Linked DNA regions of Mus musculus: regions 1, 2, 3, 5, 6 and 7 are each linked to region 4. The links are chromatin contacts, called in public Hi-C, HiChIP or PLAC-seq and Micro-C maps. All regions are on one chromosome and are shown on one strand. The core of a region is the stretch at or near the end of the contact, and the rest is flanking DNA. Distances in the headings are between cores, read along the strand shown. Region 1 has its middle 3.0 kb from the start of Gm35363. Region 2 holds the start of Folr1 (folate receptor 1 (adult)). Region 3 holds the start of Anapc15 (anaphase promoting complex C subunit 15). Region 4 holds the start of Arhgef17 (Rho guanine nucleotide exchange factor (GEF) 17). Region 5 holds the start of Phox2a (paired-like homeobox 2a). Region 6 overlaps Pde2a (phosphodiesterase 2A, cGMP-stimulated). Region 7 holds the start of Clpb (ClpB caseinolytic peptidase B).

What was found. Hi-C and Micro-C count contacts between places; a contact is called where the count stands out from the background. HiChIP or PLAC-seq counts read pairs in DNA pulled down with a chosen protein or histone mark.
Region 1: a contact with region 4 is called in an H3K4me3 HiChIP or PLAC-seq map of pro-B cells, with 9 times the contacts expected there. The contact joins the enhancer-like site here to the promoter of Arhgef17 in region 4. A contact is called at or near these places in 6 of 39 promoter capture datasets (the C10 cell line, hematopoietic stem and progenitor cells, hippocampal neurons and 2 more), 2 of 15 datasets of contacts at CTCF or cohesin (large pre-B cells and pro-B cells) and 7 of 115 datasets of contacts at active chromatin or transcription factors (acute myeloid leukemia, bone marrow-derived dendritic cells, epiblast stem cells and 4 more).
Region 2: a contact with region 4 is called in an H3K27ac HiChIP or PLAC-seq map of embryonic stem cells, with 5 read pairs. The contact joins the promoter of Folr1 here to the promoter of Arhgef17 in region 4. A contact is called at or near these places in 5 of 39 promoter capture datasets (hippocampal neurons, liver, pre-B cells and 1 more), 1 of 115 datasets of contacts at active chromatin or transcription factors (embryonic stem cells) and 3 of 9 other capture datasets (adipose tissue, liver and pancreatic islet).
Region 3: a contact with region 4 is called in a FOXA1 HiChIP or PLAC-seq map of pancreatic cancer cells. The contact joins the promoter of Anapc15 here to the promoter of Arhgef17 in region 4. A contact is called at or near these places in 3 of 39 promoter capture datasets (embryonic stem cells, liver and pre-B cells) and 3 of 115 datasets of contacts at active chromatin or transcription factors (differentiating embryonic stem cells, large pre-B cells and pancreatic cancer cells).
Region 5: a contact with region 4 is called in a Micro-C map of embryonic stem cells, with 4 times the contacts expected there. The contact joins the promoter of Phox2a here to the promoter of Arhgef17 in region 4. A contact is called at or near these places in 3 of 39 promoter capture datasets (cranial neural crest, hippocampal neurons and liver), 3 of 484 Hi-C or Micro-C datasets (all in embryonic stem cells), 4 of 115 datasets of contacts at active chromatin or transcription factors (embryonic stem cells, pancreatic cancer cells and stem cell-derived neural progenitor cells) and 2 of 9 other capture datasets (embryonic stem cells and liver).
Region 6: a Hi-C map of CD8 T cells shows a contact between it and region 4, with 3 times the contacts expected there. The contact joins the enhancer-like site here to the promoter of Arhgef17 in region 4. A contact is called at or near these places in 10 of 39 promoter capture datasets (the 3T3-L1 cell line, the C10 cell line, embryonic stem cells and 4 more), 1 of 484 Hi-C or Micro-C datasets (CD8 T cells), 11 of 115 datasets of contacts at active chromatin or transcription factors (embryonic midbrain, embryonic stem cells, large pre-B cells and 1 more) and 1 of 9 other capture datasets (embryonic stem cells).
Region 7: a contact with region 4 is called in a FOXA1 HiChIP or PLAC-seq map of pancreatic cancer cells. The contact joins the promoter of Clpb here to the promoter of Arhgef17 in region 4. A contact is called at or near these places in 1 of 39 promoter capture datasets (embryonic stem cells) and 3 of 115 datasets of contacts at active chromatin or transcription factors (embryonic stem cells, epiblast stem cells and pancreatic cancer cells).

What each region holds. Positions count from the first base shown.
Region 1 is chr7:101,540,039-101,542,835 of GRCm38.p6, reverse strand. No RefSeq gene overlaps it. Among named protein-coding and RNA genes, the nearest start is that of Gm35363, 3.0 kb to the right of the region's middle. Within about 2 kb of position 1,520, at least 46 of the 459 cell types and tissues checked have an H3K27ac peak or open chromatin away from gene starts, as enhancers often do. A contact at or near this core is called in hematopoietic stem and progenitor cells, hippocampal neurons, pre-B cells and 1 more, where this site is marked.
Region 2 is chr7:101,869,448-101,872,586 of GRCm38.p6, reverse strand. It overlaps Folr1 (folate receptor 1 (adult)), which reads left to right and starts at 1,799. Exons shown (of 7, transcript NM_001252554.1): 1 at 1,799-1,978. Gm35597 (a long non-coding RNA gene) reads right to left here and starts at 1,876. Exons shown (of 3, transcript XR_378387.3): 1 at 916-1,876.
Region 3 is chr7:101,895,040-101,897,941 of GRCm38.p6, reverse strand. It overlaps Anapc15 (anaphase promoting complex C subunit 15), which reads right to left and starts at 1,611. Exons shown (of 6, transcript NM_027532.4): 1 at 1,492-1,611; 2 at 125-209. The coding sequence starts at 147.
Region 4 is chr7:100,930,803-100,933,933 of GRCm38.p6, reverse strand. Arhgef17 (Rho guanine nucleotide exchange factor (GEF) 17) reads left to right here and starts at 1,773. Exons shown (of 21, transcript NM_001081116.1): 1 at 1,773-3,131. The coding sequence starts at 2,195.
Region 5 is chr7:101,816,771-101,819,961 of GRCm38.p6, reverse strand. Phox2a (paired-like homeobox 2a) reads right to left here and starts at 1,649. Exons shown (of 3, transcript NM_008887.2): 1 at 1,248-1,649. The coding sequence starts at 1,464.
Region 6 is chr7:101,502,418-101,505,360 of GRCm38.p6, reverse strand. It overlaps Pde2a (phosphodiesterase 2A, cGMP-stimulated), which reads right to left. Exons shown (of 30, transcript NM_001143849.2): 11 at 2,759-2,827; 12 at 2,419-2,549; 13 at 1,951-2,062; 14 at 1,498-1,537; 15 at 1,326-1,389; 16 at 911-983; 17 at 613-790; 18 at 292-404. Among named protein-coding and RNA genes, the nearest start is that of Mir139, 29 kb to the right of the region's middle. Within about 2 kb of position 1,325, at least 37 of the 459 cell types and tissues checked have an H3K27ac peak or open chromatin away from gene starts, as enhancers often do. A contact at or near this core is called in CD8 T cells, where this site is marked.
Region 7 is chr7:101,662,094-101,665,283 of GRCm38.p6, reverse strand. Clpb (ClpB caseinolytic peptidase B) reads right to left here and starts at 1,533. Exons shown (of 16, transcript NM_009191.4): 1 at 1,071-1,533. The coding sequence starts at 1,473.

The sequences.
Region 1 (2,797 bases), core at 271-2,770, 610 kb before region 4:
CAGAATGAATTCCAGGACAGCTTGGGGGGGGGGGGGCGCCACAGTGCAGTCCTGTCTTGAAAATCCAAAAATTGTCATCGTCATCATTATCATAATCATCTCATCATCATCATCATTATCGCACCATTTATGATTGAGAAACATTTCTAAATTTTAGAAAATTACTGTTAAATCAATCATTTTGATTATGAAGGTTTGGGGCATGATGCATGCAGGTATGATAATAAGAGATCCTAAGAGAAAGATAGTGACAAAAGTATTTACTTCAAGTGGAATATTTTGGATATGTATTATACAAACCTAGAAGAACCAGTTTATAAAATATTGATTCTTCAGAATAATTCAGCCAGCAGAATACTCATGTTTGCATTCACTGTCTCTTGAATGTCAGTAAATGAAAAAAAAAACATGGAATTTGTATATTGTGCTTCATTTGGCTCCTTCAAACATTAAAATTTGAAACCTAAGGTCCTTCAGGAACTAAAATATCACATTTACATTTTTGTTTCTACTGTGTGGGAGGAAGACCCGCAGTCCTCTTTTAACTAAAATTCATGGTGCATTCCCATCAAAGCTTTTGCTTTAATGAAGACTACTAAATGCACATGCACTGTCATTTAATTTCTTTGTTGTTCTTAATTTTTTCCCAACTTCATGTCTGTTGCTTTGAGAGATCTACCGGCTAAATCCCAACTGATGAAAGTGCATTGTTCCGAGATACCTAGGGGACCTGGAGACAATTAACCAGAACTCCATCTGATAAAGGGCATGCTTGGGCAAGATTTGATGGCTCTTATTCTTTTTCTTTTCTTCCTTGGTCTTCAAAACACAGCAAATCTGAACCAGTAGCTGAATTGGAATGAATCTGCTCCACGGCAGCCCACTCTTACTGTGCGAGCTTCTGTTACACGCGTTTAAAATATCCCTCAACTGAGACGGGTTACAGGAGATGCATATTCATACTTGGAACACGCTCCTCCTCCACATTAGGAGCTTTTCGGGGTACCCAAAAAGTTAGGATTCTGCTAAGGTTCTTGATCAAACAAAACCAATATCTGAAGGACAGTAGTGCCCAAGGACGAATAAGAGTTGCGGAGCCCATAGTATTAATAGCTCCAGTAAGCCCATACCACAGAAAGGCTAAAGGTCTTTGCCCCGTGACACGGGGAAAGCTGAGATAATTAAAATTCCAGATGCCCACTCAGCAGAAGCAGACCTTTCTGTTAGAGTTAAAATCTAAACTGAATCGATTCCGGTTTTACTTTAGAAAAAGGTGAAGAGAAAGCTATTGAGGAACAGCCTGGCTGAAGTAGGTGTGTTTGGGAGAAGATGGCACAGTTTTTACTGTTTTTACGTGTGGGTTAGAGTCGTTTTACATTTGGGTTACAAAATGTTCTTTTGAATCCGCCGAGTCAAGCGTCAGGAGACGCCTAGGAGCTTAGAGACCTACTTGCTGCTCTGGGATGTAGGGCAGTGGAGCCTGTGCTTAGCATTTCCAGTCTACAGCGAGCACTTGTAGCCACGAGAGGGCGCGGTGCATATTTAACAAAGCCTTTCTGAGCACTGACATCTTTCAAGCCAGGTCTAAAACTTCATGCAGACTAGAATCTTGCTTCCCAGAGCTTGCCTCCCAGGAAGGTGAGTTATCAAGCCAAAGAAGAGGAAAATATGCTTGAGGGAAGGGAACTAATAAGTTGAAGAACGATGTCAGTGCTCTCTGTAAATCACAATTTGTCATTTACCCAGAGATTCTCCAGGTAGTTACACAGGGTCCCGATAATTTAAACCAGGAACAAGAGAGGAAATGAGACAACTTGGAGGTTCCCAACAGAATTCTGACTGAAGACTGTAAAACCTCTGCGCATTCAATAATTTATAAACTGGGCCATATGTCATGTGCCCGGGCAGCAAAAGGAAGTCCTATCTTCCACAGACTTGGAGGAAGCACCTGCCTGAGGCCATTTGACGTCAGGGCTCTAGGGCTTTTTATATTTATTTTAGATAAGAGTTGTCTCTCTGTAACTATGGCTTCTAGACATGTGGATCCTACTATAATAGCAGGCTGAAAATATCCAGAGTGTGCGTGAGCATACACACACACATACATACATACATACACACACACACACACACACACACACACACACACACACACACAATCCAGGAAAAAAAAAATGTGTCTCACTGGACCATGGTGGCACATGCCTTTAATCACAGCACTTGGGAGGCAGATGCAGGTGGATCTGAGTTCAAGGCCAGCCTGGTCTACACCAAGAAACTCTTTCTCAGAAAAAAAAAAAGGGGGGGGGGGGTCTCAGGCATGTACAGAATTTGTTTGGGGGGGGGTTGCTATTCCCTAACAAATACAGGCTAGCAATGGTTTTCATAGCATTTGCAGTGTATGAGTCATTGTAATCTAGAGATGATTAAAGCACAGTGTTTATCTGCAAATACTATTAAATTTTATAGAAGGGACATAAGCATCTTTGAATTCTGATGTCCAAGGTGAATTCTAGAACAACTGTAATAGAGCTCTCTCTCTCTCTCTCTCTCTCTCTCTCTCTTTGTGTGTGTGTGTGTGTGTGTGTGTGTGTGTGTGTGTGTGTGTGTGTGTTGGATGCATATGTTTAGCACTCATGTGAAGACAATTTCAGATAAGAAAATTTCAGTCCTCACTTCTGCCTTATTTGAAACAGGCTCTGGCTGGTCCCTGACACGTGTGCCAGCCTGGTTTCCTTTGCACTGCTGGAGACTCCTGTCTCCATCTCCTGTCTCCATCTCCTGTCTCCGTGTGGAG
Region 2 (3,139 bases), core at 550-3,049, 940 kb before region 4:
TGGAACACAAATGATAGTCTCAGCTTAATGGACAGGATGTGACTGGAAAGAATCCCTTGCAAAGGTCTTGTGGGGACAGTGGGGACAGTGGGGACATATATATCCAAGAGTCAGCAATAAGGTTGCGCTTGCTTGTAAAGAAGTACAAGCAGAATTCTAGTGGACAGAGCTGGAAATGATCAGAAACACAGACTTGTGGGGGCTGGAGAGATGGCTCAGAGGTTAAGAGCACTGACTGCTCTTCCAGAGGTCCTGAGTTCAATTCCTAGTAACCACATGGTGGCTCACAACCATCTGTAATGAGATCTCATATCCTTTTCTGGGGAGTCTGAAGACAGCTACAGTGTACTTACATATATAATAAATAAATGTAGCCGGGCGTGGTGGCACACGCCTTTAATCCCAGCACTCGGGAGGCAGAGGCAGGCAGATTTTTGAGTTCAAGGCCAGCCTGGTCTACAAAGTGAGCTCCAGGACAGCCAGGGCTATACAGAGAAACCCTGTCTCGAAAAACCAAAAAAGCAAAAAAAAAAAAAAAAAATGTTTAGAAAGAGAGAAAGAAAGAAAGAAAGAAAGAAAGAAAGAAAGAAAGAAAGAAAGAAAGAAAGAAAGGCAGACTTTTATCCCAACAGTCGGGAGGCAGAGGGCAGGTGGATCTCTGAGTTCGAGGCCAGCCTGGTCTACAGAGTGAGTTCCAGAGCAGCCAGGGCTACACATAGAAACCCTGTCTCAAAAAGAAAAGAAAAAAAAAATCAGGCAGGAGAAGTAGTGTGGAGTCATAAGCCTTAGAATGCTGCTCCAGGATGCCTGATAGACTTCTCTCAAGCAAACGAACGACACCAGACTTGTAGACAAACTCCAGTGTCCACAGCCCTGAACAGTGTGAATGGCGCACATCGGGGGCCCGATACTCACCAAAGCTCAGGATTCTCTCCCCTGCAATCTGGAGGCCTTCTCTTGCTTCCTGGCCTTTAATCCCACTGTTGGATGTGGGGGGTTGTCAAACACCTTCCTGTTTTTTCAGCCTGGTCACAAGACACTAGCAGGCTGGGCCAGACTAGACACTGACAGTCAGTTTTGCTGATAATAAGCTGCTATCTCAGGGAGATACTTCTTGGACTGGCTCCAAGGTGACTGTGAAATTCTGTCCCTCCCTAGTGGTCAAATGATCTCAACACTTAGGCTCCGGATGGGTACAACACTTCAACATTCAGGGCATTAGGGCTCAAATGCAGTCAAATAGCTGATGGAGGTCCTACACAAGCTGCCTAGCTCTCCTAGCATCCCCCAGTCTCTGCTTGTTTTCAGGATCCTCCTGGTTGGCGTGCCTGGTTCCCTGACCTAAACCTTCTCCAGCCCAGGGCCTGGGCCACCCTTCTTCTAGTGGTTCTTCTCTATAGAATGCAGTCATTTTGGCTAAGCTGGTCTTTTTACCCTTTTGCACTTTTGGTCTCATGGCTTTCCCCTCTCCCCTCCCATGACCCAGCTCAGGGTCTTGTTCACTCTGGGCCCTTCCAAATGCTTTTCTGGCTAGGCTCTTCTCCATATCTACAATAAACTTTCTCCTCCACCATACCTAGGGGCTGTCATGGCCTCCTTTTTATTTCTTTTTTTCCTCACTCAGGCAGGAGCTGAGGCAGGGCAGGGTGTTCACTCCAGGCCCCAGCTCAATCTTCACCTCAAATCCTCACTGGAAAGGTTAATTATTCAGAAGCTGTAGAGCTCAGGAGCATCACCCAGGGGGCAAACCTCACTCTTGCAATAGAGGAGCCATAAAGGCCAGTTAATAATCAGCCCCGGGGCAGAGACAGCTTAGAAGGGCCTCCAGCTTTAGGCTTTATAGATACCTGGCCCACCCTTCCCCAGTCAGCAGGCTGATCTGGAAGTATAAACAAGAAAGGAGGCTGACGGCTCTAGAAGTCCCCAACCTGTTGTGATCTTCAGTAGACAAACACTCCTGGTGTGTCACAGGATTCAGGTACATGGCAGTGGCCAGGGCGAAGGGTAGCAAGACAGAACCAGGGACCTCCTGGGAGCCTGTCTCTCTTTGTAGGGCCTTGTTCTTTGGCTAATTTTCCCCCAGAGTCCAAATTGCCTCCTCTCTCTCCTTCCTCCTTCCCTTCTTCCTTGCCTTCCTTCCCCTCCTTCCTTTTCTCTTTCTCCTGACATTCACCAATGTAGTGGTCTCTACTATCTCACTTAAATTTCGGTTGAGACAGCTCCCACATCTATGTCCAATTTGGAGCCTTCCTCTGGGGCCACACACGCACAGGTAACTGATCAACAACTCCGAGTCTCCTGCTCAAATCTACTCCCCACTCCTTTATCCAACAGCAGCGCCATCCTGGGCTCCCAGTAAGGGATGGGTGGGGGACGGGGTCCTGTTTTGGCTGCAGTGAAATGTGGGTGATGTCAAAATTAGCTCAGATCCTTAAGGGTTCCCCCCACGCCCCCACGCCTGTAAAGATCTGTCACAGGAGTGGGAGGTGAGCAAGTGGAGAAGGAAAGGAAGCCTGGGCTTCCACAGCACTGAGGCTCTCGTCAGAAAGGTTAGGCCATCAGGGTCTTGTGACTGGAAGTGGGTGATAGCCTGGCTGGTGAGGTTGGGGGAACTTGTAGCTGAGAGAAGTTGGGGACATGGGATCTTCTGATTCTATACAACAGGCCTGGAAGTTGCAAGCCTGTGTTCTAGTGACAGTCCTGCCATTGGCTCTGGTGTGGTCCTCTGGGGCTCATCCTATTCATGTGTATAATAGGACATGGGTGTTGGTAGTGGATGGATTATTTTAAAGGATCTTAGCAGCTCAAGACACAATGTGAGGTGTTTGTTTGTTTGAGACAGGGTCTTTCAGTGTAGCCTTGACTATCCTGGAACTCTCTCTGTAGATCAGGCTGGTCTCAAACTTACAAAGATCTGCCTGCCTCTGCTTCCCGAGTGCAGGGATTAAAGGCATGCACCACCACAGCCCGGCTGTTTGTTTATTTATTTGCAATGCTGGGATTGAAACTGGGGCTTCACACATACTAGGCATGTGCCACCACCCAGCTGTTTGTTTATTTGTTTACTTGCAATGCTGGGGATTGAACCCAGGGCCTCACACATGCTAGGCCAGCCTTTGCCATACACATCCCAAGAACG
Region 3 (2,902 bases), core at 362-2,861, 960 kb before region 4:
CTGAGGGAAAGGGTCACGTGAATATGTTTTGTTTTGTTTTGATGCAGTTGAAATTTGATTTAGGGATAGGGTGGATTGGGTGGGTAGCAGAGAAGCTGCCCTGCCCTCTTGAAATCAGACAGACCTGAGTTTGAGTCCTGGCTCCATCACTTACTAGCTCTTTGATTTTGGCCAATACACTTAACCTCTCTGGGCCTCAGTTTCCTCATCTGTAAGAATGGGGATAATTAAAATTATATCATCCTCAGTTATTACGACAAACAAAGAAAATAATGAGTAAAGCTGTATGTTGCTTAAAGAGAGAAGAGACTGGGAGCCAGAGATGGAATGTGGCATTGTGATTATGCACAAGATTAGCAATAGCAGAGATCTAGTAAAATTCATTTTAAATACACACACACACACGCACCACAAAACTTATTTTTTGCTCTTTTGATTCATGTCACATCCAACCAGTGCAAAATGGTGTGGACATGAACCACCTCTCTCACCAACCAGTCAAACTGCAGTACACACAACCAAGGATAAAAGAAATTCTCAGAGGGATGAGTAAATAACAAACAAATGAAGAATGAACTAACATGGAAGAGAACAAAATCAACTCTGTGGGCTGAAGCTGCTGACCAGGAAGGTCACCAAGAAGCTGAACTAAAACGCCCTGGCTCACAAACCCAGTGACATGTAGAGCTTGACTTTGGCCACACACTCGATGGGGGCTTAAATCCTACGCAAGGCAGGGATCCTGGCCCAGCACTGTAGGAAGGGCACAGGAAAAAATAGAGTTGGTGTCTACCTTGGTGTTTCCCCCTATTTTTAGTAAATGAAACAGGGTTACAATATTTAGCCCTGACTGTCGTGGAATTCTCTATATAGACCAGGCTAGTCCCAAACTCACAGAGCTCCGCATGCCTCAGCCCCCGGATGCTGGGATTAAAGGCGTATACCAGCCCCCACACCCGGCCCTACTCTAGCTTTTGTTCCAACTTAATTTGACCCACGCAGAACTAGACGCTGTCATTCCCTAGACCAAAGCCCCCCCAGGTCCGTGTGATGGGGGAAAAAAAAAAAGGCGCGTCCACCACGATCCCGAAAGCACTGACAGATTTTATATACTAAAATTCTACCCACCACCGCCCATTCTTTGCTCATTATGATAATGACTGCGAGATTGACCAACAGGAAGGAGGCAGGGGCGGGTCTCCGTCAGGATTTTGACCTTATAGGGATGCTAATCGCAAAATGCGCGCGGCCTGGCCGAAGCCAATTAACTGCAAGAAATGCTGGGTGACAGGAAGTGAAACCAATGCATGACGGACCATGTGCGATGGGTGGGGCTTAGACTCTAGGAAACGGCCAGTGAGCAGGATGTCTTTAAGAGTAAAAATGGGGAAAATGAACTGCTAGGGAAGCGAGTCAAAGGAACTGGGTTTCTCTGGAAGCCGGAAGAAAGAACAAGCAAGGAAACGGCAGCAGTCTCGTTTCCGCACTTACCGCGCCAAGAGCCGGCAGCCGGCGGCGACCCGGAAGCGTTTCCCCAGGTCTGAGCGGAAGAACCCACCAGAATCCGGGACTCACTAACGCATGCGTCTTGCGTCTCCTTTTGTTTCCCGCTTCAACACCGAGCCGGAAGTGATGTTGATGTACTTTAGTTACGTACTAGTTGGGGGAGGACCCTCGCTTGCCCCGCCTACCTGTCAGCTCCTCCTTGAATCTCCAGCGGCAGGGTTTCTCCAGGCTAGCCCCTCGCCTGCGTTCGACTAGTCCCGCCCTCCTGCCACTCGGCGGTGTTTGCGTGTTAATCTCCTCGAAATAGTATGGTTTCCAGAAATGTTCGCTTGTGTGGATGCCGTGTGTGCTGCTGCGTTCCAAGAAACATCTGTTTCTTCCCTTCTGTTCTCTCAGACTCGGTTTTCTGTTTGAACCCTTCTCCTCCTCCTCCTCCTCCTCCTCCTCCTCCTCCTCCTCCTCCTCCAACTCCTCCAAGATCTATTTATTATATGTAAGTACACTGTAATTGTTTTTCAGACGCACCAGAAGAGGGCATCAAATCTCGTTACGGATGGTTGTGAGCCACCATGTTGCTGGGATTTGAACTCGGGACTTTTGGAAGAGAAGTCAATGCTTTTAAGCGCTGAACCATCTCACCAGCCCCTCTTTTCTTCTTTTTTAATTTTGGTTTCTCGAGACAGGGAACTCAGAAATCCACCTGCCTCTGCCTCTGCCTCTGCCTCTGCCTCTGCCTCTGCCTCTGCCTCTCTGCCTCCCAAATGCTGGGATGAAAGGCATTCGCCAGCACTGCCCGGCATCCATTCTTTTCTTTCTGAGAGGATACCTTGAACATGCTAGACAAGCCTCTGTCATGGAACTACATCATATTCATAATATTTACTTTTCTTTTTTGAGACAAGGTTTCATTGCGTATTCCTAACTGGCCTGAAATTCACTATCTAGACCAGGTTGGCTTCGAAGTCTTCCTGTTGGTATTAAAGCTGTGTAACACCACGCTGGCCTCTTTTTTATCTATTTAAAATTTTATCTTATGTATATGTGTGTTTGAACATCGTGTGTGTGTGTGTGTGTGTGTGTGTGTGTGTGTGTATGCATGTGTATGTATGTGTAGGCCCAAGAGTGATGCTGGGAATTTTCCTCAATTGCTCTTCTATCTTATTCTTATTCAATACCACAAGTCCCTGCTATCGCTGGTCTGACTATCCAGGTTCTCTGAGAATTCTCTGTCTTTACAGAAATTACAGGCTGGTTGCCATAACCATCCAGCAATCATGTGGGTTCTGAGGACCCAAACACCAATCCTGGCTTCTTTTACAACAAGCACTTTAACCCCTAAGGTATCTCCCCAGGCCTGTACATTCTTTGTCTACGCTGTTTCTTCTGTAACTAGCAT
Region 4 (3,131 bases), core at 524-3,023:
ATAGCAACAAAGATAAATTTATGATGGGGGTCACTACAACATGAAAAATTGTGTTAAAGGGTTGCAGCATCAAGAAAGTTGAGAGCCACTGTGCTAGAGGCTGCCTTCCCTTATTCTGCACTTAGCATTCTGCCCTCAAGACTGCCTTGATCTCCACTGAGCTGAGTATCTTTGGCTGGGACCCATATGGCCCTGGGGTTGGTTGGGTAAGCATTTACCACTGACCTTAAATGCTTACTAAGTGAACATTGGAGGAATGGGGCCTACACATAACAGAGCTGGGTGAGTTTGAAGCAGTCTAGACTGTCCTCTGTCCCCAAAGAGGCTAGGTTCTGCCCACCACCCACAAAGAGAAAGGCTGCTGGAACTTAAAGGAATCAGACCCTCCTTCTTCATCAAAATCTCTAAAAAAAACCGTGATGATTGACAACTTTAAAGTCTGGATTTGAGCCACACCTAGAGCTATCCTTTCCCTCTGACTTCTGCAATGGCTATTGTGACTTCTCTAATAACATCTATCCCCAAGGGTGGCCTAAGGATTAAATAAAATACTTAAAATGTTACCCGTACGTCCTAGGCAGTCCATATATTTTCATTCATTTAGGTGTGGAGTCCTACATTTAAAGCCTCTGGGCAAAAAGGGACCTAACAGAGGTGCGAAGTTGACATCCCAGTAACCAGAACAATTTTAGACTTGCTAGACTGCAGCAGGAGCGGGAGGGGAGGTCTAGGGTAGATCATTGTTGCAGCGGGAGAGACACCTTCCTGGTCTGGAGGGTGGAGCACCCACAGGTAGGAGTATAGGTTTGGCGGAGGGAAGTTGAGGGCGTTCCCGTGCAAACACCTTTTGTGCAGGAGGCCAAAGAAAGGGCAGAGTGCTTGCCAAAGGGGGCAGGAAACGCCTGTAAGCAAGTGAAACCTTCCTAACCCTTCTATGGTTGGTTGTGGGAAGATGAAGTTTTATCTCTACGGAGTTTGGAGAAAGCGGAGAATCTTGCCCGCAGAGGGCGCAAGAGCAACGTACCCCGACCGCAGAAAGACGTGGGGAGCGGAGTCTTAGAGATTAGAGGACGCCAGGCCTTAGAGGGCAGGGGGCGTGGCAACTGGAAAAATGGCGGGGGAAGTTGTGTGTAATAGTCCTGAGTGGTGGGACTGCTAAAGCAGCATTGGGTGGGTTAAGGGACAGTCAGCGAGGGACAAACCAGAGGGAGGTGGGAGATAGGTGGAGCGTTTGGGAGAGTGAGGGGCGGGACATGGGCGTGGTGCGGCGGGATTCGCCACTGAAGGATGAGTACGGGGCGTGGTCTGAGCAAGGTGGGGAACCACAAGCGCTCCGGTGGGCCTGCCCCACCTACGTCTCCCTGGGCCCCACCTCTTTTCCGGCCAGGAGAGTTTCTGCGTGTACCTGAGTTTCGGTGTGTACCTGAGTTTTTGGGTCTTGGGTTGCCATGTTGGAGCCCCTGCGGCAGAGGTTCCCGCGTGAAAGCGGGGACTACTTTATGCAGAGCTGTCCACTCTCAGCTCCTGTGGGTATCTGAAGGAGTCCCCAGGGAGGATCAGCCCGCGGCTTTCGCAGCCGACTCCCCTAGAGGGTCGTTTTGGTCTACAAAAGTCCTAGCATCCTGTTTCTCCTTCGGCTCCTCCCCGATTCCCTCCCCCCACAGTGTTCCCAGCCTCGCGCGCTCCCGGAGCCCACCCCCTCTTTTGGGCGCCAGGCCCCGCCCCCCGCCCCCTTTCCTCTGCCTCAAAGTTTATTTGCAACAAAAGGGAGCAGAGAGCTAGCTGCTTAGAGGGAGGGAAAGGGAGCTGGAGCGGGAGCTCGAGGGGAGGCAGGCGGGCCGCCGGGCTTGGCAGGCGGACTTTGAGTGCAGGAACCGAGCCTTAGGCCCCTCACCGGCAGGACCGCGATGTCCCTGGCCTCTCCCGCAGAGGCTAAGGCTGGGCCTGGGGTCGCCGCAGGGGCGAGAGGGGCCGCCCAGGATGGAACTCCTGCCTTTTGTAGCCGCGGAAACTTGATCTTCGACTGATAAACCTCTGCTCACGTCTCCGCACCCTCCTCCACAGCCGCCGCACGCTGCGGGTGCAGGACCCAGGCTCTCGGACCGTGGCCACTGCGCGCCCTCGGAGTGGGAGTGCAGGGGGGGTTGGCCGCGGCGTCCCGAGGCCAGCCCCCCCGGAGTGACTAGCACCAACCATGGCGGACGGGTCACCTCGACCCCCACTTTATCGCAGCGTCTCGTTTAAACTGCTGGAGCGCTGGAGCGGCGGACCGGGGCCGAGGGAGGAGGACGCGGACACCCCTGGGTTGCGGCGCCGAGCTTCGTGCCGGCCAGCCGCGGCAGTCCCGGGCCAGCCCTCCCGGCGCGTGTCCAAGCTGGCGTCGGGGCCCCCGGCCGCCCCCGCGCAGCCGCGCCCGCTCCGCAGCCTCTCGCCATCGGTGCGCCAGCTCTCCCGGCGCTTCGACGCGGCGGGTCTGGACGACGACTCCACTGGTACCCGGGACGGGGGCTGCTCCTCCGGCACCACAGAAGAAGCTGCGGAAGGCTCTGAACGTGGGGCCTGGCCCAGCGTCACAGAGATGCGCAAACTCTTCGGCGGTCCGAGCTCCAGACGACCCAGTATGGACTCTGAGGCCCTGGGGTCGACCAGCCCCGACAGAGTTTCGTGGGAGCCCCCAACTCGCGATCCCCGGCAACCTCCGACGCCACCTCCTCGAACGTGCTTTCCTCTGGCTGGCCTGCGTTCTGCGCGGCCGCTGTCCGGGCCCGGGATCGAGGGGAGGCGACGTCGGCAGCACCAGCAACAGGAGCGGGCGCAGCGTCCGGCGGATGGTTTACATTCTTGGCATAGCTTCTCCCAACCGCAGGCCGGGGCCCGGGCCTCCTCCTCCTCCTCCATTGCCTCCTCCTATCCTGTCAGCCGCAGCCGGGCTGCTAGTTCCAGCGAGGAGGAAGAGGAGGGACCGCAGTCGCAGCTTGGGCCTCAGAGTCCGGCCTACCTCGGCGGCCACTCTTCGGGCAGTGACGAGGACCCAAATGGTGAGGATGGCCGTCGCTGGAGAGGGAGAGGTCTCCGGCCTGGACGCTCTCAGTTGGTTCACGGCTGCAGCCAGGACAGTGACGAGCTAAATC
Region 5 (3,191 bases), core at 400-2,899, 890 kb before region 4:
TTCCATGTTTTTCATGGGGTCCCATCTTCCCAAATTCTTCTCTTCTGCACTCCATCTTTCTTTCCCTCTCGAGTATTTGTTTTCAGGCTCGTTTGGTGTCCATCTTCCATAATGTGTGTTCCCACCATCTGGTTCTTATCTCTGTTTTCCAACACTATGCACCCATTCCTCTCAGGGTCTCCATTTGTGTTTCCATCTCTCCGTACCTTATCCCATCCACAGTCTCACAGACCCTTTTCTCAAGGGTCCTATCTTCCTATTTCCTGTTCCCATTTATGGGATCCCCATCCTGGCCTGGCCCAGCACCACCAGTCTTCCTAACCCCATTTTGGTCTACGGCCGCCTCTTAAAGGTCATTATTTCTCTAAATTAAGGTATTTATCTCCCCAACAAACCCCAGACCTCCTTTCGGGTTCCAGTGATATTTGGGGGTGGGGGGATTATGAAAGGAGGAAGCCGGGTGGGGCATGCTGGGACACTAACAGAAGGCATAGGGATACCTAAAAGGCTAAATGACGTTGAGGGTTTGGACTGGGACTTGCTTGGATCAAAGGACTCGAGGGTGGAGGATCTATCTGCTCCTGGGATTTCAAGGGCTGTCGTCCGGGATGGGAGGGAATGTGGGAATGAAAGTGGTCCAAATGATAGAGGCTCCTTTTCTGTGGCTATGGGACCCGTTTTTTTGTTTTTTGTTTTCTGCTGGTGCAGTAAGGTTTGGGCCCAGGCAGGATAGGTCTAAGACAGGGCAAGGTGAGGCTGGAAAGAAGGAATCAAGGCTGGGGGAAGGATGCCATCTGGGCAGCTCAGCGGCAGCAGGGATCTTTGTTGAGGGTGGCATCACCCAAGACACAGGTGGTAAGAATGAGAGTTGGCTGGACTGAGCTGGAAGCCAATTCTGAGGATTCTGGGAATGGAGAGGTTTGGTGGTCACCTTTGTAGGTGGGGAGGGGAAGGCCTAATGAGAGGCCTAAGACTGGACCTGTTTCTTTGATACGAAAGGCACAGGGTAGGGGGTTGGCATTGAGAAAGAGGAACCGTTGGAACAAGAGGGTGCGGCTCATCCCTGCCAAGAAGAAACTCCTATTACCGGGGGTCTCAAAGTACACTGGAGGAGTCTAGCCAGCAGCATAGGTAGGGGTGGCTTGTGGGTTCAGTCACAATTACTTGCAGAGTAGGAAAGGTAGTTGGGGTTTCATGGGGTTTGGAGGTGGGGTTTGGAGGTAGGGTTGGGATGGGACTGCGCTCACCTGCCGAGTAGGGTGCGGGCTGGTGGTCGCGTAGGGCGCCAAGCGCACAGTTGGAGGAGCCGAGCGCGGGGCAAGGTGGCCCAGCGGCGGGGAAGGCAGGCCGCAGGGGACTGTATTGGAAGCCTCCAGGCTGGCTGCAGGCGCCGAAGTCACCGTAGGCGGACGCCTCCATGGCCGCCACGCACGAATCGTACGAATTGAGGTAGGAGTAGTCCATCGGCCCGAGGGGGCGGGGGCGGGGGCCGGGCAGGGCCGGGTCTGGTTGGGGTCGGGGTCCCGGGCTGGGTGGAGTTCGGGATGGAGATTCGAGCTCCAGGCGCAGAGGACCTGAGACCGGCTCTGAGCGCCCGAGAGTCCGCCCGCCCCGTCGCGGCCCGCACTCTGCCCCGGTGCAACGCAAGTGCAGTGCTGCCAGCCCGCGCGCCTTTTAACGCGCAGGACCCCGCGGAGGGGGCGAGGCGGGGCGAGCTCCGCGGGGCGGGGCCTGAGCGGCCCAGACCCCGCCCCTAGCCACCTCGGGTCCCCCACCCCAAAGGGCCTCCCTCTTAGGGCTCCCGAGGTGCAGGCGGAGCATCGTGGGACCCCAATCCGAGAGTCCCTTATCCTGTCCCAATCCGGCCTAGACCTTCGATCTCTACACAACATGCCCAGCAGGAGGGTCCCGACCTCGTTCCTGGGCCTCCCACCTGCGGCCCCGTGGAAGCTAGGGAGGCAGGCCCCGCGGTGCTGGTGTGAAGAAGTTAATTCAATTCTCCCAGATAACCGAATTATTCCGATCTGGCCCTTCAGCCCCGCCCCCAGCTAGGTCCTATCCCTGCGAGGACTGCCGAGGCTGCCCTAGAGTGAGGGGGATGGAGACAGGGATGAGAAAGAGACAGGAGCCTGGGACAGGGACAAGGAGGGGACGTGGGTATGGAGAGACTAGAGAAAAGGGGTCAGACCTCGAAATAGAAGTAAGGGAAGACAAGGATGAAGCGGTAGAAGAGAAAGGCAGGGGTGGAGATGGAGATTGGCAGAGAGAGGAGGCCAGCAGGATGGAGAAAGACAGGCATGGAGACAGAGGGACACGGATGAACATGGACGTGGACTGCAACCAGGGCTGTGATGGAGCTGCAGAGAAGGCTGAAACAAATCAGAGACAATCACAGTGAGACCACACACAGGATGGCCTTAGGCTAACAAGGACAGAAACAGACCAGCGAAACAGAGGCCGATGAGTGGAGAGAAAGGACATCCCCGAGAGCTGGGATTTGTGACCAGAGCACCGAAGGCGACCAAGACATTGTGGTGGAGAGGCTGGGGGTGGGAGGGGTTGGCAAGGCATTAGAGGAGAAGGCTGCAGGGTTGAAGTCTCTCTCTCTGAGAAGTCTCTTGTCTTGAGGGCCACAGGAGCCTGCACCTGCTGGGTCCAGGCCACTCCCTCCCATCCCGGCTTCTCAGCTCTGTTGTCCTCTCCAATAGCTTGTGACCTCTGGACTCGCGCGTGTGTGTGTGCGTGTGCGTGTGCGTGTGCGTGTGTATGTGTGTGTGTGTGTAACTGTGTCTGTGTAGGATGCTGAGCCTTAGGACTATGGTAATGACTCCCTCTCTCTCCTTCAGTGCCTTTCTTCTTCCCCTTTGAGTCGTCCCTGCCTTCTTCTGGAAAAGCCAGGTCATTGACCCTCCAAGGATTTTCCCCAGCTCTCCAGGCTGTGTGGTGAATGGAATACATTTAGCATCTTTACCTGGAGGATGAGTAGAAACCCCCTTCTGTCTCTTTGGCTCTCCTGAAGGATGAATTGAACCTCTCCTCATTAGTCCCCAGCCCCAAGTCCCCAGGTTTCTACACTAAGTCCTGCTGATGGGAAGTCTGAGATCCAAAAAGAAGCCAGAAGAGGGCCATGTCCTTGTCACCAAACAAAATCCTCTAGGATTAAGAGAAACTCTCCTGGAATTCCTCTTTCC
Region 6 (2,943 bases), core at 76-2,575, 570 kb before region 4:
CGTACTACCATATATATACCCATCTAGCCCAGCAGAACTAGGTGGGGTTTTGATTTGTTTTGTTTCTTTTCCTTTCTCTTTCATGATCCTCAGAAGCTGGTTGGACAGGACCAGAAATAGTATCCCCAGCTTTGCATGCTGAACGACTAGAGGCAGCCAGCATGTATGGCGGGCTGCATAGCATCCCGCTCGCTGGGATCGGAGCCCTGAGCATAGACAGGCCAGAGCGAAGAAAGCAGATGTGGGGGATAGAAGAAGGACACCCTCCCCGCCCCAGTAGCGCTCCCTCACGTGGGCGATGCTGATGCCACAGTAGATGGAGAAGGCTGTGGCCAGGTCCTCATCAAACTTGCTGAACCATGGCCCATTGATCTTGTTCACTAGCTCAGCCACACCAATGACCTCTGGGAAGAGAGAGAAAATGGGAATCGCTGGTGAAGGGGTCCAGTGAGACCTGCCTTCTCCTAACTCCTCTGGAAGAAATGGCTCAAGACTAGACAATCCCTGGCTCTTTAGGTTCCGACCCTAGAACCACTTTCCCCTAGTCCCCGCCCCGGCTCCACCCCCGTACAGCCCCTTCAGGCCCCGCCCCTGGCCACCACGAGTCGGCACCCTGGTTCTCGTTCTTGATAGGGAAGCAGAGAATGTTGCGCGTGCGGAAGCCAGTGCTGTCATCTACGCCGCGATAGAAAAGCGGATGGGCATATGCATCTGGGATGTTCAGGATCTGGCCCGTAGTCGCCACGTGGCCCGCGATGCCTTGGTCCGCCGGGATGCGGATCTCATAACTCTGCCCAAACAGGGATGGAATAGAAAGCAAGAAGTTAGCCTGCCGTATAGACACTTTTCAAATGTGGCTTTTCCCCCAGGTCCTCTTGCTTACTCCCGGACACCCTCCATACTCCCTCACCTCATCGTCCACAACGCCACCATCGAACACCTTGGCCACCAGCTCGTTCTGATCCAGCAGGAACACCGAGCAGCTGTGGAGAGAAGAGGTTGGTTCGTGGGGTTCTGACGCCTCTCGAACCACCACATATGGCTAGTGTAGCGATTACTGAGACCCTGGAAAGTGTCCTAAAGTGAGACACTCTCCTCGGAGCTGGACAATTCCAAACATCTCTCCATCTGCCTTTTATTTGTTTTGTATTGTATTGTTTTAAATTCCTACTAGGTTTCATAGAAACCCATGGCAAGCAAAGTTAGCGCTGTCCTGGCTGAAACAAGGGCCCAGGCAGAAGGAAATGTCAGATAAGAAGGTAGGGAGGGGGCAGAGGCGGTGAGGGCTGAGACTTCCCCTCCCGCACCACCCCACTTCTGCTCACATCTCTGCGTTGCTGAGGTTTCTGGCTTCCGTGATGATCTCCTGTAGCAGGACAGAGACATCATCTGGAGGAGGGGGAAGGAGAAGCACGTGAGACCTGAGGAATGCCAGGCAAGCATCTCTTCCACATCTCCTCCTCCCCAAACGCCTTGTGTGGGAGACACATCACTCACCCAGGTGGGTGAAGAGGTTCTTTGCCACTTGGAGAAGAGCCTGGGAAGGAGGAAGTGAAGATCGTAAAGATGGCCCGGGATGTTCTCATCCCTTCCCAAGTGCTCCTAGAGCAGGCTGGCAACTGACGTGCCTAATGAAACCCTTTGGGTACTAAGTGAAGGAGCTGGGGAAGAATAGTGAAGTTCTTGGGTCTCAAACGGCTGCCACCTTTGCCTCTGGCTGCCCAGATGTTGTGGTAGTGCCCGTGTTAGACACTAGAGGGCAATCACAGACAATGCCTAGAGCCCAGGGAAATACTGACCTCTCTCTCTTTAAGGGACTTCCAGGTCACTAGGTTACCCAGCCACAGTGCTGCCACTGGCCTAGATAACCCAGGCAGCATCACCCTCGTGGATAGCCTTCTGGGGCTGGCGCGCGCAGGTTCTTGGGAAAAGCTCAAGGCAGGCACTCACCTGGCACTCACACTTGAGCTTCTGCTCCTTCTGGAAGGCCAAGGTGCTGGTGAGCACCGTGCCTGTGTAGTGGAAGCAGTGTTGGATCACGTGTTCATCCTCATCTGTGAAGCTGGAAGTCGGGCTGGGGGTCAGCAGAGAGGACAGGGAAGATGGCCTTCTCGGCCCCTTTCTCCTTTCCTGCATGCTACCAGGAAGCTCCTATCTGCCAGCTAATGAAACTCTTCACACTGGGACTACACACCATGCCTTCTCCCCCTTCAGGCACAGAGCTCTAGGGAAAGCTCTGACTGCCCTCAGACCAAAATGTGGGTTCCTCCTCAGGCCACTGTTTATTTGAGGCAGGCTTATGTACATGTTGCTCAGGCTGGCCTGGAACTTCTAGGCTCCCGTGATCCTCCCACTTCAGACCCCCTAGAACCTGGGGCTATTGCCATAGTGCCATGACACCCCCACTCTCAAACTCACAAATCTCCTCCAAGCTTGTTGAAGGCGCAAGCCAGGGCCACCACCTGGTCAGTGGCTCGGCTGATGACAGGGACACACAGCATAGCCTGCAGCTCACAACCCAACATGTTTTGCAGCTGTTGCACATCGTCCTGCAGAGATGAAGGAACAGTGAGGAGGGGCAGTGTGCCTCTTCCCTAGCTCTCACCACACTCCGAAGCCCGTTATGGCACGAGGACAGGGTGTCACCAAGTCTGGGTCTTGTCTCCCCATCTCTAGGCTACCCCATTCCAAAGACACTGGGGCTTGAGCAAAGGGTTTCCCCCTCCCTCTCCCTTGGCTCAGCATGGCCATGGCTTACAGAGGTTAGGTCCTTCAACTGGATACACTGCTTGTCTTCCACCACCTGCCCCAGACGTCCCATGGTCAACTGGAAAGTGAAGAGAGACCCCGTTGGCCCAGCTCTCCCTGGGTCAACCCATCCTTGCCTTCCAAGTCTGGAAGTTTCAACAAACCCTTTGAACAGTTCAGGAATGGATGGAGCTG
Region 7 (3,190 bases), core at 284-2,783, 730 kb before region 4:
CACCTAGGTCCAAGCTAAGCACAGTGCCACCTTCATGTTTGCACAAGCGGAAACCATACAATTCCCGCATGCTTAAACTAGAAAGGCCCTACCTACTTCAACGCCCTCTTCAATAGAAAGGAAACGCAGGGCAGCAAAGAAGGATTAAGAGTCCAGATTTACAAAGACAGTACAAGATCCTCCGTGTCCTTGTTCCTCATCCAGAAGTCCTTTCTTTCCAAGCGGCCCCATCTTATTAAACAAACAAGGGAAGGTCAAGGCGGTCTCCAATCTTGTTCAACAATCTCAGAGTCTGGGGTGCATGGGACAGGCAGGCACTGACAACTGAAAACCTGAGAGGTTGGGCTCAGCCAGGCCACCCTTGCAGCTCCTGCTCAACTCTAAGCAACTGAGGTAAGAAGCCAATCTGAGTTAGCTACCTCCACCTCCTCCCTCCCTCCCCCACTGCTGTAAGTCTCCAGAGAGCAACTTTCAGCCAACTCCCTGTCCCCCAAGGCTTCACACACACACCCTCCACAGTATCCAGCTCATCTTAAACATGACACTAAGCAAAACTCTAAGCAACTAAACAGACTCTGAACTCCAGGAAAGGTCAAAATATTAGAGCACTGAGAGCTTGCCTTCATTAGACAGTGGGGAAACTAAGATTAGAGAGGAACATGGGGTCAGGCTAGCACCAGAACCAAGTGTCCTCCTTCCTTGGACCTATGTACGCAGAAAAACATGTAGAGGCGGTCCCTAAAGCTGTTGAGGCTTCCTGGAGACCTCTTGAAAGACTAATGGACAAGATATAATATTGGTACATAAAAGGACCGGGCTGTAATTAGTCAGTCCAATGTCCCCAATTATACTTGTATACAAACTGATCCCAAAGAGGGTGCTAGACCTACGATGGGAAATGATGTAACTTCAGTGAGTTTTCCATCTGCTGCTCCTGGCAGCAGAAGGTAACTGGGTTTCTTCAAGGTAAGGTTATGCGGGTTTAAATTTACAAATACCTTCAACCTTCCAAAGGAGTCATGACCCACCCACCCACCTCTCCCTTGAACCCAGTTTGACCCCATAATCACCCTTGTTGGATGGATTCTTGCTGTAGCACTGAACCACCAGCGCCATGGCCAAGGCCCACATGCCCAGACCCGTCTTGTTGGGGACCCCATTCCAGCTGTCTTGTCCCGGGAGTGTTTCTTCGGGGCTAGGACCGCGTTCCGACGAGGCGGCAGTCAGGTATGGGATCTCGGTGCGTTCTCCACGGCGCCCCCAGGTGGCTGCCCCCCGTCCGGGGACGAAGGTAGAAGATGCTCCAGGGCGCACCCAAGCGGCAGCTCTCAACCGCTGCGGCTCCCCGCGGTCTCCGGTGACAACGCCACGGCCGTAAGCACCTCCCCGGCTTTGGAGAGATGGAGATTTGATTAACCCTAGGAAGAGCCGAGGCGCTGGCGTGGTTCTCCTCAACACCGCGGACAACATCATGACACCTGCTTCTAAAACCCGCTGGTGCCGGCCCCTGTGCTAGCCACGATCAACATGGCTGCCGCGGCGCGTTCGAAGACGCCGCTTATAAGGTGGGACTGCGCACTACCTCACGGGAGTGGTAGTCCACAGCCCCAGATCTTTCTCTAGCTGGAGACTAAACAAACTACATTTCCCCGAGGGCTGTGGAATGACATCACAATGACCGCTGACAGCGGAGCTGGAAGAATGTTGGGAAATGCAGTTCGGGCAGAGGGGCGTGGCAAAAAGGAAAACTCTGGTGGGGCGTGGCAATTAGGATTCAAGATTCCAGAGCCCCGTATTTGTATTAACACAGAACTTTAAGCCCTGCCTTTGGAAGGTGGGAACCTGAAAGAACGGGAATTCAAGGTCTGGGTCAAAATCACATTCTTGGTCTAGGTCAGCCCCAACTGTGTAAGATATCAAATATCAAATCAAAATATCGAAAATCAAAATACAGGAATCCTAGAACAACTTCCCTAGTGTTTAAATAAAATTGCATTTTCGATGAAGACCTGTTAAGTAACTTGTACCCCTCCCCACTTTTATTCTGAGTTGCTATTGCTTTTCAAAAAGATGTTGAGTGTTGGGAAAGGTGGTGTGTGTCCTTAATCCCAGCATTCCAGGCAAAGGCAAGCAGATCTCTCTGAATTTGAGAAAGTCTAGTTTGCATAGTGAGTTTCAAGATAGTCAGGGTTATGAGCCAGAGAGACTCTGTCTCAAAAGACTTTAAGACTGTGTGTGTGTGTGTGTGTGTGTGTGTTTAAAGATGTGTGTGTGTGTGTGTGTGTGTGTGTGAGTGTGTGTGTGTGAGATCCTTAGGTTTGGCAGCAAGTGTCTTTTATAGTTGAGCCATCTTGTTTGTTACATAATAGTGAATCTATGAATTGTGTTTCAGTTGATTCCTTCTGTAGTTAGCTGACAATTAGCTACTCATATATCTGTGTCTGGCCCCTTGTGTCTCACAGAATTACAAAACTGGGTTTGGGATTGTCTGGGGTGTTGTTTTACCCTGGCTCAAAGCTGTACCTTCCATAGAGTTGCTCCTGATCTAGAGGATACAGAGAAAGCCTTGTAGGCGGAATGCTTCCTGCTCTTGCATTAGAGCCTCTTGAGCTAGATCGAGGGAACAGTTTGTCTGGGCTGCCAGGGCTTCTGACAGGCCCAGGTACTTTGCTGGTTGGTATCCAGTGGTGCCTAGCTGGCTTGTTTGAATTGTTAAAGCAGGTTTTGGGGCTTTCCATTAGCCTGTTGGCTGAGAATAGGTCTTAAGCCTTGGTTTGCATCTGTCCCACTCAAGTCTCATGCCTGCGTTTACCTGTACATGGAGCACTCTAGCTAACATCCATTTTCCTAAGAAAGGTCAGTACATGACACTTGCCCTATTCTTTGCTTTTTCCTTCTCCACTTCTGGAACTCTTCATAGGAAGTGGATTAGTCTGCATTAAAACTTGTGGGTGTTGGAGCTGGAGAAATGTCTCAGAGGTTAAGAGCACTGGCTGCTCTTCAAGAGGCCCCAGTTCAATTTCCAGCAACCACATGGTGGCTAACAACCATCTATAATGAGATCTGGTGCCCTCTACTGGCCTTCAGGCATACATGCAGGCAGAACACTGTACACATAATGCATAAATAAATCTAAAAAAATACTAAACCAGGCAATGGTGGCAGCACTTGGGAGGCAGAGTCAGGCAGA